Linked DNA regions of Mus musculus: all the other regions are linked to region 3. A link is a contact called in public HiChIP or PLAC-seq and promoter capture Hi-C data. All regions are on one chromosome and are shown on one strand. Each heading gives the region's core, a stretch centred on a gene start, on an enhancer-like site or on the middle of the called end of the contact. The rest is flanking DNA. Distances are from core to core; before and after follow the strand shown.

What was found. Promoter capture Hi-C pulls out the DNA fragments that hold promoters and counts their contacts. HiChIP or PLAC-seq counts read pairs in DNA pulled down with a chosen protein or histone mark.
Region 1: a contact with region 3 is called in a promoter capture Hi-C map of the 3T3-L1 cell line, with 5 times the contacts expected there. The contact joins the promoter of Ccdc136 here to the enhancer-like site in region 3. A contact is called at or near these places in 7 of 39 promoter capture datasets (the 3T3-L1 cell line, 3T3-L1-derived adipocytes, the C10 cell line and 3 more), 5 of 484 Hi-C or Micro-C datasets (the N1E-115 cell line, adipose-derived mesenchymal stem cells, cerebellum and 1 more) and 2 of 9 other capture datasets (adipose tissue and liver).
Region 2: a contact with region 3 is called in an H3K27ac HiChIP or PLAC-seq map of bone marrow-derived dendritic cells, with 2.1 times the contacts expected there. The contact joins the promoter of Irf5 here to the enhancer-like site in region 3. A contact is called at or near these places in 4 of 39 promoter capture datasets (the 3T3-L1 cell line, the HPC-7 cell line, HPC-7-derived erythroid cells and 1 more), 1 of 484 Hi-C or Micro-C datasets (adipose-derived mesenchymal stem cells), 1 of 115 datasets of contacts at active chromatin or transcription factors (bone marrow-derived dendritic cells) and 1 of 9 other capture datasets (pancreatic islet).

What each region holds. Positions count from the first base shown.
Region 1 is chr6:29,394,241-29,398,179 of GRCm38.p6, reverse strand. It overlaps Ccdc136 (coiled-coil domain containing 136), which reads right to left and starts at 1,605. Exons shown (of 18, transcript NM_001347071.1): 1 at 1,438-1,605; 2 at 594-701. The coding sequence starts at 1,495.
Region 2 is chr6:29,524,171-29,528,239 of GRCm38.p6, reverse strand. It overlaps Irf5 (interferon regulatory factor 5), which reads right to left and starts at 1,615. Exons shown (of 9, transcript NM_012057.4): 1 at 1,466-1,615. It overlaps Gm26627 (a long non-coding RNA gene), which reads right to left. Exons shown (of 3, transcript XR_868831.3): 3 at 3,536-4,069.
Region 3 is chr6:29,825,941-29,830,474 of GRCm38.p6, reverse strand. The region is part of intron 1 of Ahcyl2 (S-adenosylhomocysteine hydrolase-like 2); the gene reads right to left. Among named protein-coding and RNA genes, the nearest start is that of Ahcyl2, 60 kb to the right of the region's middle. Within about 2 kb of position 2,739, at least 73 of the 459 cell types and tissues checked have an H3K27ac peak or open chromatin away from gene starts, as enhancers often do. A contact at or near this core is called in adipose tissue and bone marrow-derived dendritic cells, where this site is marked.

The DNA.
Region 1 (3,939 bases), core at 356-2,855, 430 kb after region 3:
ATCTGAGACCCCTTATGTCATCTAGTCTCTAGGGAAGGCCTGTGCTGAACTACAGAGGGGCCTGGGGACACTTCACAAGAAGTCCTGGATAATGTGTTGGTACTGCCTGCCCTGTTACACGCGAGTGCTGTTGGGAAATAGACTCCATCTAGCCCTCTCCTAAGCACGTTCTTACTAAAGCTGCAGGGTTCCATTCAGAGTTGACGGTGGTGGCATCAGATAGACAGTTCTCATGCCCATGTCCTGGCTTTTAAAAATAAGAGACAGCTTGGGATCTGGGTCAGCAGGCAGTGAGAAGAACAAGCCCCCTGCCGAAAGCCTGTTTCCAGGCTGGGTTGAGCAGGGCCTCTCTCTGTCTGGCAGCTTCCCGGGACACACAACCTGGTTAGCTGGGTGATTGGCGCCCCAAAGGGATGTGCCCAAACTTCCCACAATGCCTGAGCCCAGGGGAGGCTTGGAGCTCAGCCACCAGGGAGGAGGGGCCTGAGATGAAGTGAGGGGAGGGCCCTGTTCTGGCTCAGAGTTCTGGGGTCAGGGAAGGAAGAAGGGAGCTACGGAGTAGGGCGATAGAAAGCCTTTTTCAGAAAACTCACCGTCCATAGCTTGCATCCCACGGCGCTCCAGAGACCCCCAGCGTTGGCCTTTCTTCCTCTCACAACCCTCAGATACCTCATAGGAGCCTAAAGTGGTTACTGTGGGTCCTGTGAGCCGGGAGAAAGTAAGAACTGTAGGAATAGAGGGGCCTGGGGCTGAGGGGAAAGAAAGGGACGTGCATTCTTATATGGGAGCCCCGGAATTTGCAATCACACTGGAGAAGCCTGACTCACTCTGCCCAGCTCTGTGATTCTATTCCCTCAGCCACCTCTCATGCCTATGGAGGGGACCCCAGTCCGGCGCGGCCCAACCTCAGCACCCCTGTTCCCGGCTCCTCTCCCTCGCTCAGACAGAAGAGGGTGAGTGTTTGTTTAGCTTGGGGCATAAGAAGAGGGGTAGGGTGGGAACTAGGAAAGAAGGTTTTGGGAGGATCCTATATAGCAAAGCAGAGAAGGGAGGGGTGGCCGGCTCAGGAGAGGAGAGAAGGGGCTCTAAACTAGGCCGTTTCTCTTTCTCTCCCCTTCCCTCCCTCACCAAACCTCGCCCACCCCACCCTCTCCCGGTGGTCAAGAGCTTTGATGAACTAGAAGGGTGCAGGCTCTAGAGACAACTCCCCCGCCCCCCTCGTGAGCTGGAAACACAATCGGGCTGGAGAGACTAACTGGGGAGCGCTTGGGGAGTGACCGCTGGGAAGGGACAACCCAGGTCGAAAGATGGAGAGCAGTATCCGGTGGAGGCCAGGGTGAAGGGAGCCGACTCAGTACCAGGAGCACCTGGGGGTCAGAAGGAAGGAGAGCCGTAGGGGGAAGGAGCATAGGGAGCTGAGAGAGAGGCCGCTCTGACCTGGGCCAGGGCAGCTCCAGCCCGCGGCTCCCGCGCCGGCCCCGCCGCCTGCCTCCATGGCTGCTCCCGCCGCCGCCGCCGCCTCCCGAGCAGAAGCCGCAGCCTCCGGGCCGGGGACCGGGAGCCCGGTGCGCAGGGAGGAGAGAGGGCGGGCCGAGAGGGCGGGGCCTGGCCTGGCCACCTGACGCGAGTGCCCGCCTGTGGCCGCCCGGAAACCCTCCCCCAGTCCCCGGCTCCAGACCCAGTGAGGACCAGCAAAAGAGGTTCAAAACACGTCACTAAAGTGCCCCAGGCTCGTCCGAGGCAGCTTCAGGTCTGCTGCGCCTGAAAAGCGGACGTGAGCTACCGGGTCTTGAGGATGCGCCCAAGGAGTGCTAGCATGGCTTGGTTCTGGCTGCAGAACCCACCCTGGGTCCGCCACGCCTAGGGACCTCAGGGGCTAGTCTTGACGGATGATAGAACCGGGGGGGGGGTGGGGGTGGGGGGGGATGGACTGTTTCCTGCAGATGCGCAAACACACGCGCACTTCCTTGGTTCCCACACAGAGCCAGCGTCCCCATCCCCGCAGTCCACAGAACCCATCCCTCCGGGTAGCCTCAAGCGCCCCAGAGCTACTGCAGGGCTGGCGGATAGTTGAGACCTGCATGTGCCAAGTGCTAGGTGGTGGTACATCACTGCTTTCCCCGAAATCCCACCCAGCCAGAGCTCTCCTCCCAGTGTACCAAGTCCCTCTTTCTTCCCAGCCCTTTGAGCCACGCCCTCTGTGACCTGTGCAGTGTGGGCATCATTGATGTTCCCTGTAACAAGAAATGTGGGAAACCACGAAGCTTTTTTTCAACTTTTCATCTATTTATTCAAGAGATGAACTTGGTCTTGAGGCAGATTTGACATCTCAGCAGGTCTCATTTAGGTCAGAAGTGGATACTCAGGAATCTGCTCCCCGAGTTATAATCGTGGAGAGATTTCTAAGCTTGGTACCTCACACCAGTTCTTTCTCATGTATTCTCACTCCTAAAGTTTGGGCATGGCTTGGCTGGGTTCAACTCCCCAGGCTACTGGGCTCTCAAGCCCTCCATGTTCCTCAGGAATGAAGCAATTCCCTGCACATCTCAGGCTTATCAGTAATTTCAGCATTGTGTTGAGAGTTACTCTCCAGACACCCCATCCCTTCCTTTTTTTAGACTCTCCTGCTGTGCTCTTCTGACCCTCTGGGCAGCATCAGAGTATTGCCTGCTGTTAAGGTTGGGAAGTATCCTAGTTATCTTTGTATCTTCAGTATCAAAGTACCTGACTCATGGAGTAAATGAGTAACATGGAGCTTCCGACTAAGTTAACAACGCCTTCATCATTTATCCCAGATTTTTAACTCATGAATTTAAACTCACGTTCCCTATTAACAATGATGTCTGCCAGGCAGTGATGGCTCACACCTTTAATCCCAGCACCTGGGAGTCAGAGGCAGGCGGATCTATATGATTTAGAAGCCAGCCTGGTCTACCGAGTTAGTTCCAGGACAGCCAAGGCTACACAGAGAAACCCTGTCTCAAAAACCAAAAACCAACAAAACAAAAAAGTCCAGAAGTCAGTAGTAATTCCTCCCCCCGACCCCCAGCCTGATAATCAGAAAAATGAAGAATTATTTGTTTTCACCTTCTCCCCAGAGGTCAAGCTCCCACTTTAGACCCATGGCTACAGTGATCCAGCCACAGAGAAGAGCTTCCGGGCAAGCTTACTATTTTGCAGATCATCAAGCCAGACTTGGGTAGCAAGGTACAATATTTAGAGATGATGAAATGAGCTCTCATGGGGGGAGCTAAAGGGAAGTGTTCTGGAAGCTCAGTGGTTCTGCCCAGCGCAGCAGCCTCCAGTTCTGTCTCAGCAGCAGGTCAGGCTAGCAGTTGGCAGTGGGTGAACAGAAAGACAGTCGCCATGGTCAGTTGTGACATTCAGGAGTCAGAGCTCTCTCTAGGAGAGCCTGGATCTTGAGCATTAGGACTAAGCTGGTTCCTGGGTGCAGGTGATCCATCACTCACCATTGATCTCAGGGAATGCTCAAGGGAGACTAGAACCAGTCTATTAGTGGGAGGCAAACCCTATTCAGATCAGCATGGGGTTGAGATGAGGGTGAAGTTAGGGAGCAGAAGGGAAGAAAGAGCTTAGCAGCTATGGGGGGCAGGGCTGTCAGGGATGTGTCTGAAGGGCAGGCATGGCAGGTGTGTCCCCCAGGTGATCAGCTGAGAGGGATGATCTGGGTTAATCCTCCTGTAACCCCAGGGTTTAAGACTCAGCCTTACCCCCAATCCCATCCCAGGAGATCATCCCCTCTGAGGACTGATGCAGCCATTTATCCCCCTTTACCCTTATTTCTAGACGCTCAGAGTAACCATTAAAGCATTTTTAAAAGGAGCATTTGCAACATACAGAAAAGTAAAGTCCAAAGACTAGTGTAACACTCCTGTGCACACCAGACTGCTCAGATCTTTTTCTTCTTGCAATGCTGGG
Region 2 (4,069 bases), core at 366-2,865, 300 kb after region 3:
AATTGTCCCGTTCTAAACCCCACACCCAGTTCAAGGCAACATCCAGGGGTTACCTGCAGTAGGCATGAGCATAAATCCCGCCCTCTCCAGGTGAGCGACACACCCGGGGCCCTGCCCCTTCAGAGTGCACACAGGCTGAGATTCTGGGGCAGCAGGTGCGGCAGGAAGAACCCTCTCCCGGCTTCCTCCCAGGGGCAGGCTGGGGGAAGGCCAGAGTTCAAGGGAAAACCCCCGAAGGACTTTTAGTTAATAGGAGTGGTCTCCTACCTATCTCTTTCCTAGACTTTAGCCAGGAGCTTAGGGAGTAGAGAGGGCGAATGCTGTACTGTATCACACAGGTCCTCATGCGAGGCTTTTAGCCTCTCCAGCCTCCGTCAGCCCCGTCCACATCCTTTCTGGTCCTGATCACTTATCCTCACTTTGGAGTTCAGGCCAGGTCGTTCCCTCCTGATCATCCCGGCAGACTCCACCCGGGGCATAACGCGGAGGGAAGGGGGGTGGGGGTGGGAAGGAACCTGGGTCAGCCCCTGGAGTCATCGCGGGGTTACTGGCTTAGTGTCCGTTCCTGGTCCGCTCCTCTGGACCGGGACGTGTCCGCCTTGCTATGCCAGGAGGAGGCCAAGAAAGCCCCCACTTCCACCCCTGCTACTAGGTACCCGCTCTGGGTCCTCTGGAGGTTCGAGAGACACCTGGAGTCTGGGAGACATCTGCACCGAGGGCGAATACTGGCCCGGGACATCTCTCCGCCTGCGTTTCGGCCCAACTACACTTTCCCTTCACGTTCAGATTCTAAGTTGTTACTTCTTAAGTTTAGGGGCAGGCCGTCAAGAAACTAGACCAAGCATTAATCAGCCCCCGCCCCGATTCTTCTCAACAGCTAAGAATAAATCGTCGTCCCCTTTTGAGCTACGAGTCAAGGAGCAGAGCCTCTATTTGACAACGTCTCCCCTCAAACTCTATTCCCACAGATTCCTGTCCTTGGCTTTAAGATCCTTGGGAGGGATCGCTGCTTGACACCTCAACCTCTTTAGTCGAAAAAGTGAGGTGTGGCCGGGGAGGAGAGACGAGCTGTGTGCCGACAGGGTCGGGGTCGGAAACTCGCTCCTCCCTGGTCCCCGCCAGACTGTGACAGGGCGCTTGGCATCCTTGACCCTGGCGAGGCGCAGTGGGGATGTCCACTGGGCCCTTGGGACTTTCCCCGAGCATGCGAACGTTGGCGGCCGGAGCCCGGCACTCCGAGCTGGCCTGGTGCGGAGCGCCTTGGAGCCATTCGCGCTGGCCCGGCGCCGCCTTCGATCATCGCCCACCGCGGAGGAGCGGGATCCCGACCCCGCTGGCCCCGTTGGCAGGTGCCCGGGGCGTGCAGGTCGCCGTGGGTCGGAGCCGTGGCTTGGCTGAAGCCCGGGGCTGTTCCCACCGCCCTCGGGGCGAGGAGCCCAACACAGCCCACAGCCCCGGGACCTACCTGTTTGCTGTGCGCCCGCGGGGAGCCTGGAGCCCCGGCCTGGCGCTGCGGCCGAGCTGAGCTCTCGCCGAGCTGCACCGCCCGCGGGTCGCCCAGCCCGCCCCGCACTTCCGCATCGCGCCGCCCCCGCCCGGGGCAGCGCCCCGCCCCGCCCCTCGCCACCACCCCGCGCCCCGGGCCCCTACCCATCCACCGCCCACCGCGGGGAAGCCCGGGGCCTCCGCGAGACCGCAGACAGCTCGGCGCCCCTCGCCGGGCTCCTTTGGGAATCCGGGGAGACAGAGTCATCCATCACCCAGTCCCCAGATACCCTGTAGCCTGTCCTCACCTAGTCCGCGCCCGCCTGGAGCTGGAGATCCGCTGCGCGCGGGCGTCGATGGAGCCACACTCCAGGGCATTGGGAGACCCCTGAGAGCTCCCTTTCAACATACCTTGGGCCACTCTGTCTCCTCAGCCTTAACACTGGCCCTCCGGACCGCTCCAACTCACCATGTGACTGACAAGCCCACCTCTTCTTTTGCCCTTACCTTCACCGTGGTTTGGGTTTGCCCTTTGAGCGGGTTCCCACCCCCACCCCGACCTCCCGGTTCCATAAACGGGCCTTCCTGTCCGAGTCGATGCTGGCCTCAACTTCCACACATCCTGTTCATGTAGGAACATTATTCGCTGATTCTCACTCTTCAACTTTTGGGTCAGCATCATATTATTTGATAGTCTAAGTGTTTTTTCCAGGAAGGTCTACCCCTTCCTTGAGTCAGCTTTTGGTTTGTTGTGTTTTGGTGTAATTTGTTGATTGGTTTGGAGGAGGGGTGGAGACGACTTCCAGAGTCTTTCCGTTTGATTTTTCCATATGATTTTAACGTCTAATTTCCACTGAAATTCAGCTTAGTTGGGAACCAACCCTGTCTTGCATGGTTCATGATCTATAGTAATTTTTATTTTTATATTTGTATTTTACTGATAATGGAACCCAGGACCTTGCACATTCTAAGCAAGCACTGTGCTACTAAGTGCCTGCCTTCTCTGCCCTGTCATAATTCTAAAGGGTTATTGTATTTGTTTCTTGGGTTTTAACTCTTTTAAGGGTAAAAAGTTGTGTTGCCGGTGCTGGTCTCCAACTCCAGGAATCAAACGATTTTCCTGGCTCAGATGCCTTGAGTAGCTGAGATTTGGTGTAGCATCGCAGGCAGCTTAACTAAAGATATAAGCACATATATTTTAAATGTTTACCATCTTAATTCTTTTTAGTGATTTATTTTATTTTTTATGTATATGAGTATTTTGTCAGCATGCATGTGCATCGTGAACATGCAGTTCCTGCAGAGACCAGAAGAGGGCGCTGGATTCTCTGGAACTGGAGTTAGAGACTGTTGTGAGCGAGGGGGTGTGGGTGCTGAGATCTGAATCCAGGTCTACTGCAAGAACAGCAGATGCTCTTAACTACCAAGCTATCTCTTCGGTCCTAGAGATATTTTTAATACACAAATATTCTGAATGAATTGTTAAATTAAAATGTTATTACATTTATTTTGTGTGTACATCTGTGGGTACACATAAGCATGAGTATGTCAGAGGACAACTTCAGCCAGTTCTCTCCTTCATATGCCTGGCCCAGGGACTGAACTAAGGCTGTCAGGCTTGCCAGCCATCTTGTTTACCCCCCCCCCCCCCACACACACACCCCATTGTTCACTTTAGCTAGCAAGTAAAATATATACATTGTAGACATACTGTTTACCCTCTACATTTAAAGCCTTAGATTGCTGACAGATACCGTGGTATTAATTAATTAGAATTGTGGCTTCTTCCTTAACCTCTGCTGCCTTCCCAGGGATGTCTGGATTAGACTTCAATGAGCAGAGAGAATCCAGTGGGTTTGTTTTTGTTTTCCTTCTCTCTATATATCTCCCCCTCCTTTCACTGTAGCTGAATATAAAATGGAAATATATTATTTGTATCTGCTGAATATATTACCCTCTCATATATGCTAGGCACTCTATCACTGAGCCATGTGTCCTTCTGTTTCACATTTTTAAAATTAAAACTCTGGGTGGATCCAGTCACAGTGGCGCATGTCTGCACTGGGGCAGCTGAGGCCTAAACTCAGCGGCAGGCCATAAGATAAACGGGGCTCCGAAAAGATTCTGCTCCATTCAGATCCTGTCTTCCCTGACAAGGAGCCCCTTAGCCAAAAACTGCCCTGAGCCAGAGACCTGTTTCTGGAGGAAGGAAAGGGGTAGTGCTCATTCAGTGAACAGAACTCCAGCTATTCCAAGAACGAAGAGTCCCCTAGGCTCCTGTGCACTGTCACGGGCAAAAGGGAAGTGAGGCCCCACTCTGATGCTTAAAATTAATCTCAGTTCCCCCTGCTCATTCAGGGGGGCCCAACAGGGTGCAGAAAGACTCCATAGTCCTAGGAGGGCATCAGGAGGTCCGGTGACTCCCCCACCAGTGGTATGACGCTGTCACAGATGAGCTTGTGATAAGAAGTAACTTTGTTGGCTTTGGGCAAAGCCATGGTCCAAGTAAAGGCACAGAGAGAGTTAGAGGAAGAGGGAACCGAAAGAAACCCAGTGTAAATGACAGTGACTTAAGGAGAAGCTA
Region 3 (4,534 bases), core at 1,490-3,989:
GGTATAGGAAAGTCCAGGGGTATAGGCTTTATGGTATAGGAAAGTCCAGGGGTATAGGCTTTATGGTATAGGAAAGTTCAGGGTATAGGCTTTATGGTATAGGAAAGTTCAGGGTATAGTCTTTATGGTATAGGAAAGTTCAGGGGTATAGTCTTTATGGTATAGGAAAGTCCAGGGGTATAGGCTTTATGGTATAGGAAAGTCCAGAGGTATAGGCTTTATGGTATAGGAAAGTCAGGGTAGCAGGAACTTGAGGCAGCTGGTCACACTCTTTCAGGAAGCAGAGAGCAGCAGAAACTATTGTGCATTTCACAGCCTATGTGCCACCTACTCAGAGTTAAGGTAAATCTTCCCATCTTAGTTAACCTAACCTAAGTAATCCCTTACACGCATACCCAGGGGCTTAGATAATTTAGATGAACCACCACAGACATACCTTCTAGGTCAATGATTTTCAACCTGTGAGTTGTGACCTCTTTGGGAGTTGAATGACCCTTTATAGGAGTTACATATCAGATGTCTTGCATATCAGATATTTACATTCCAATTCACAACAATAGCAGAATTACAGTTATGAAGTTAACAACAACAGTAATTTTATGGTTGGGGGTCACTACAAGATGAGGATATATTAAAGGATTGAAGCATAAGGAAGGTTGCAAACCACTGTTCTAGCTGATCCTATCAAGTTGATTAACTATCACAGCCTCTTAAGTGCTGGGAATACAGACGTGAGCCACCAAACCTGGCTCTGCTTTTAGCAAATTCTATGCTAAAAGAATATGTACCTTCTTGGTATATTTTATCTCTGGCAAAGCCTTATTTTAAGCTGAAAGCAACTGAACAAAGCAGGATAGGGTGAGTTTTCTATGTTCCTCCCCACTACCTGAGAACAAAATATAAAGTCCCTTTTAAAAAGTGCCCCCCATCCCGGTCTCTTGCCAGGATGAGGAGAGAACAATCTCAATGTAGACACGAGGACCTAACAAAAGAGGGTACACAAGCAAACCACACTATCTAGCCCTCATCTACCAGCGGTTTCCACATCTGTCTTCTCACAGTACCCACTTAGCCTTGTAGCTCTAAGGCTTTTCTTTTACCTTGTCACTTGGCTACAAATATACTGGTTGGTGTTAAACTGTGCTGTAAGTCTGAATTCTAACTACCCTGTTCAGTTAGTCACCTCTTAATGCACATAGCATGTGCGTATTAAAGACCCACTGCTTGTTAATAATCTTTTGTTTGCTTCTCTTTCATTAATATCTTCTATTGCTGTAAGTTACAGGCCAAGCGAGTGAACCTGAGATGGGCAGAGAAGGTTTCCTTCCCTACACTATCTGGAAGTGTAACAGTATAAAGTATTAAGTGTGCAGAACTGTCTTCCCACTGGAACAACTGACTATGTGAGCTAGCACCTGCTGGATCATTTTCTTGGCTAAATGTTGTGAACCGCCACACAAAGGAAGTGAAAGTAGATACAAGTGATGAAGCAACTGAGAAAAAAAATCATCTAGTTTGTACTATATCTCAGAAATGGGAGGGGAAATTTTCATCCAATTTCCTGCTAACATCTAAGAAAGTTCTTACCAAGCCACACTTAAATTTTATTAAAAATTAACCCAATGACCAAGGGTTAATTGGGTTATGTTAAGGGTTCACTAGGGGTTGGCAGAGGAGCTCAACAGAAACTGGAGGAGCCAAGCTTAACAAGCAACACTGGAGAAGTCAATTAGCAAATTCCTAACATAGGCCGAATAGCAAGAAGTGTGTAAGAAAAGAACATGGGTATTTTCAAACATGGAAGAACTCAAAACTCAGCTCTCTTTTACCCTCCACAAAAAATTATGATTGAAGTGTGGGAGGATAAGCTTTAGCAATTTTAAGGAGAAAAATAACAAAAAAAGAAGAGGGGGTGAGAAAATAAGAGACTAAAAAGACAAAATTGTGAAATCAGTTACCTGATGGTGTGGATTCGAATAGCTGCACAGAAGAAGTGCAGACAGGACCTGAGGCCACTAAAAGAAACAGGCAAGGGTTGTTGCCAGTTCTTTCTACCACAAACCTGATGCAAAGTTTAGGGGTTTCATTTTTGTGCTTACAAGAAGGATCAAGCATCCTCCTGCCGCTACTTCTCAAGTGGCTGCTAGATGTTCAAATATCTATTCTGTTTTAAAGGACCCTTCCTATGTATAGAGAAAGATCTTTTTCTGACATTCCTGGTGCACATGCAGTCACTGTGAAGAGCTGTTTGGGTATCACTCTCGCAATCTTAAAACGTTAGGTAGTTTTTGACCTAATGATTTCACCTTTAGGATTCACCCCACTGATATACCAAATATATGTTCTAAAAGCATGCCATGTGTTTTAGGTCTCTGCCACCATTGTTTGTTGGTTGTGACTGTAAATTACTGACTAAGCAGTTACTTGTCACTCAGGAAGTACTTTCAACACCAATATGCACAATGTAAGCCTTTGAGCCCCCAAAATATAAATTTCGTAAGTATCACCATTTATTTTTGGGTTTCCTGGTTCTGAAAGATAGCTTATAACAGTTATTTTACCCCAAATAGTGACAAGGTTCTAACATGCAAAAGAATAAGACATATTAGCTGTATCTCTGAACAGCTGAAACGGGTTTTGTGTGTGTGTGTGTGTGTGTGTGTGTGTGTGTGTGTGAGGACTGAAACAGCCAGCTAATGGAGAGCCAAGGGGAGAAGCATTCTTTGTTCTCAATTTGGCCCCTTCTACTTCTCCACACTTACCTTCCCCTAGGGAGGTAGCATACAAGCACCCACTGGTTTACTCAATGTTAGCTATATTTTGTTGACATGGCAACAGAAATACACATAAAGGAAGGCACAAAAAGGGTTATTTGCTTATAATTGGTTCAAACTCTTCCCATTCAGGAGAAAAGACTTTAAATAAGCACACAAGACTTTGATAAAGACTAGATAGAGAAGACTTTTCTAGTACAAAGCTAAGAGAGGAACCAGGCACTGCTGTGTGCTGTTGCACCTCTCACTTCCGTAGCTTGTTGCTGAGTGATCCCAAATTACAGAACTGAGTAATGGTTTCAATTATGTTTCTGAAAGAGTTCACACCTTCAGATCTCAAACTAACAGGGCTATTTCAACATTCTGGCTTTTATAAACTAGTGCCAAGAGGAAGTTTCAGGGATCAAGAGTGAATACACCCAAGCTAAGAAGTATGTCTTTAGAACATAACTAGAAACATAATATGTGGGGGGCTATTTTAAGCCCACCACCATCCTGTTATAAAATGAATATCCTTAAAAAAAGCTTTAAGCACATACACACACACATACATAGGCACACACACATAAACACACAGACATACTCATATAGATACATAGATATATACACAGATACACACAAGCACAGACACCCATACACAGAAACACATACACACAGAGACACACAGAGAGATACACAGGCATACACATAGCCCTCCTGAAATAGACATAGACATACATATACACACACAGACACACACACACACACATACACGCACACAAACATGACACATGCAGAGAGGGTATAAGAAGAAAAGAGACACAGATTAACTTAACAGTAAAAACAAAAACAAAGCCTTGAGTGCTAGCTCTTCCTTTTCTTTTGTTTTTTGGAGACAGGGTCTCACTTTGTAATTCTAGCTGGCCTCAAAATTATAATGTAAACCAGGGCATCCTTGAACTCCCAGAAATCTGCCTGCTTCTGTCTCCTAAATGCACAGGCACATGTGTAGGAAAAATACTCATACACATAAAAATAAGAAATTAAAATAAAAGAGCCCTATTATCTAAAAAAATCTCAACTGTCATATATTAACCTGATTCTAAGTTTATATTATAAATAGTAATTGAACACACTAAGCCTTTCTTTTACCTATTCAGGATCAACTCAGGACTTTAGGCGTGCTAATAACAAGTGAGCTATTTCCTCAGCCTCTAGTCTTGATTTTGATTGAATCTAACTACACAGCTCAAAGGCTGGACTGGACTTGCTATACGGCACAAGCTGGTCTCAAAATCAAGATCCTTTTACCTTAGCCTCAGAAGTTCTGATTACAGATGAATACCACCATACACAGTCATAAATCTAAATATTTTTATTGCTATTCTTCTTGATGTGACCAGTTCTTATGTAGCCCAAGCCAGCTTCTAATTTACTGTAGCCAGGGATGACCTTGAACTTCTGACCCTCCTGCCTCCACCTCCCCAGTGCTGGGATTGTCTTATATGGTGCCAGGGATAGAACCCAGGGCTTTCTGTATACAAGGCAAGCATTTCTTGAGACAGGCTGGCTTCAAACTTGCTGTGTAGCCAACGATGGCTGACCTATAATTTCTGATCCTCCTAAGCCCATCTCCCAAGTGCTATGTTATAGAAGTGCACAATCACACCAGGTCTTACGTGGTGCAGGGGTTTGAACAACACATTCTACCAACTAAGCTGTAGCCTTAGCACCTTTTTATCTTTGTGTGAGAAAAGCAGCTTGTGTAGCCCAGACTCGAC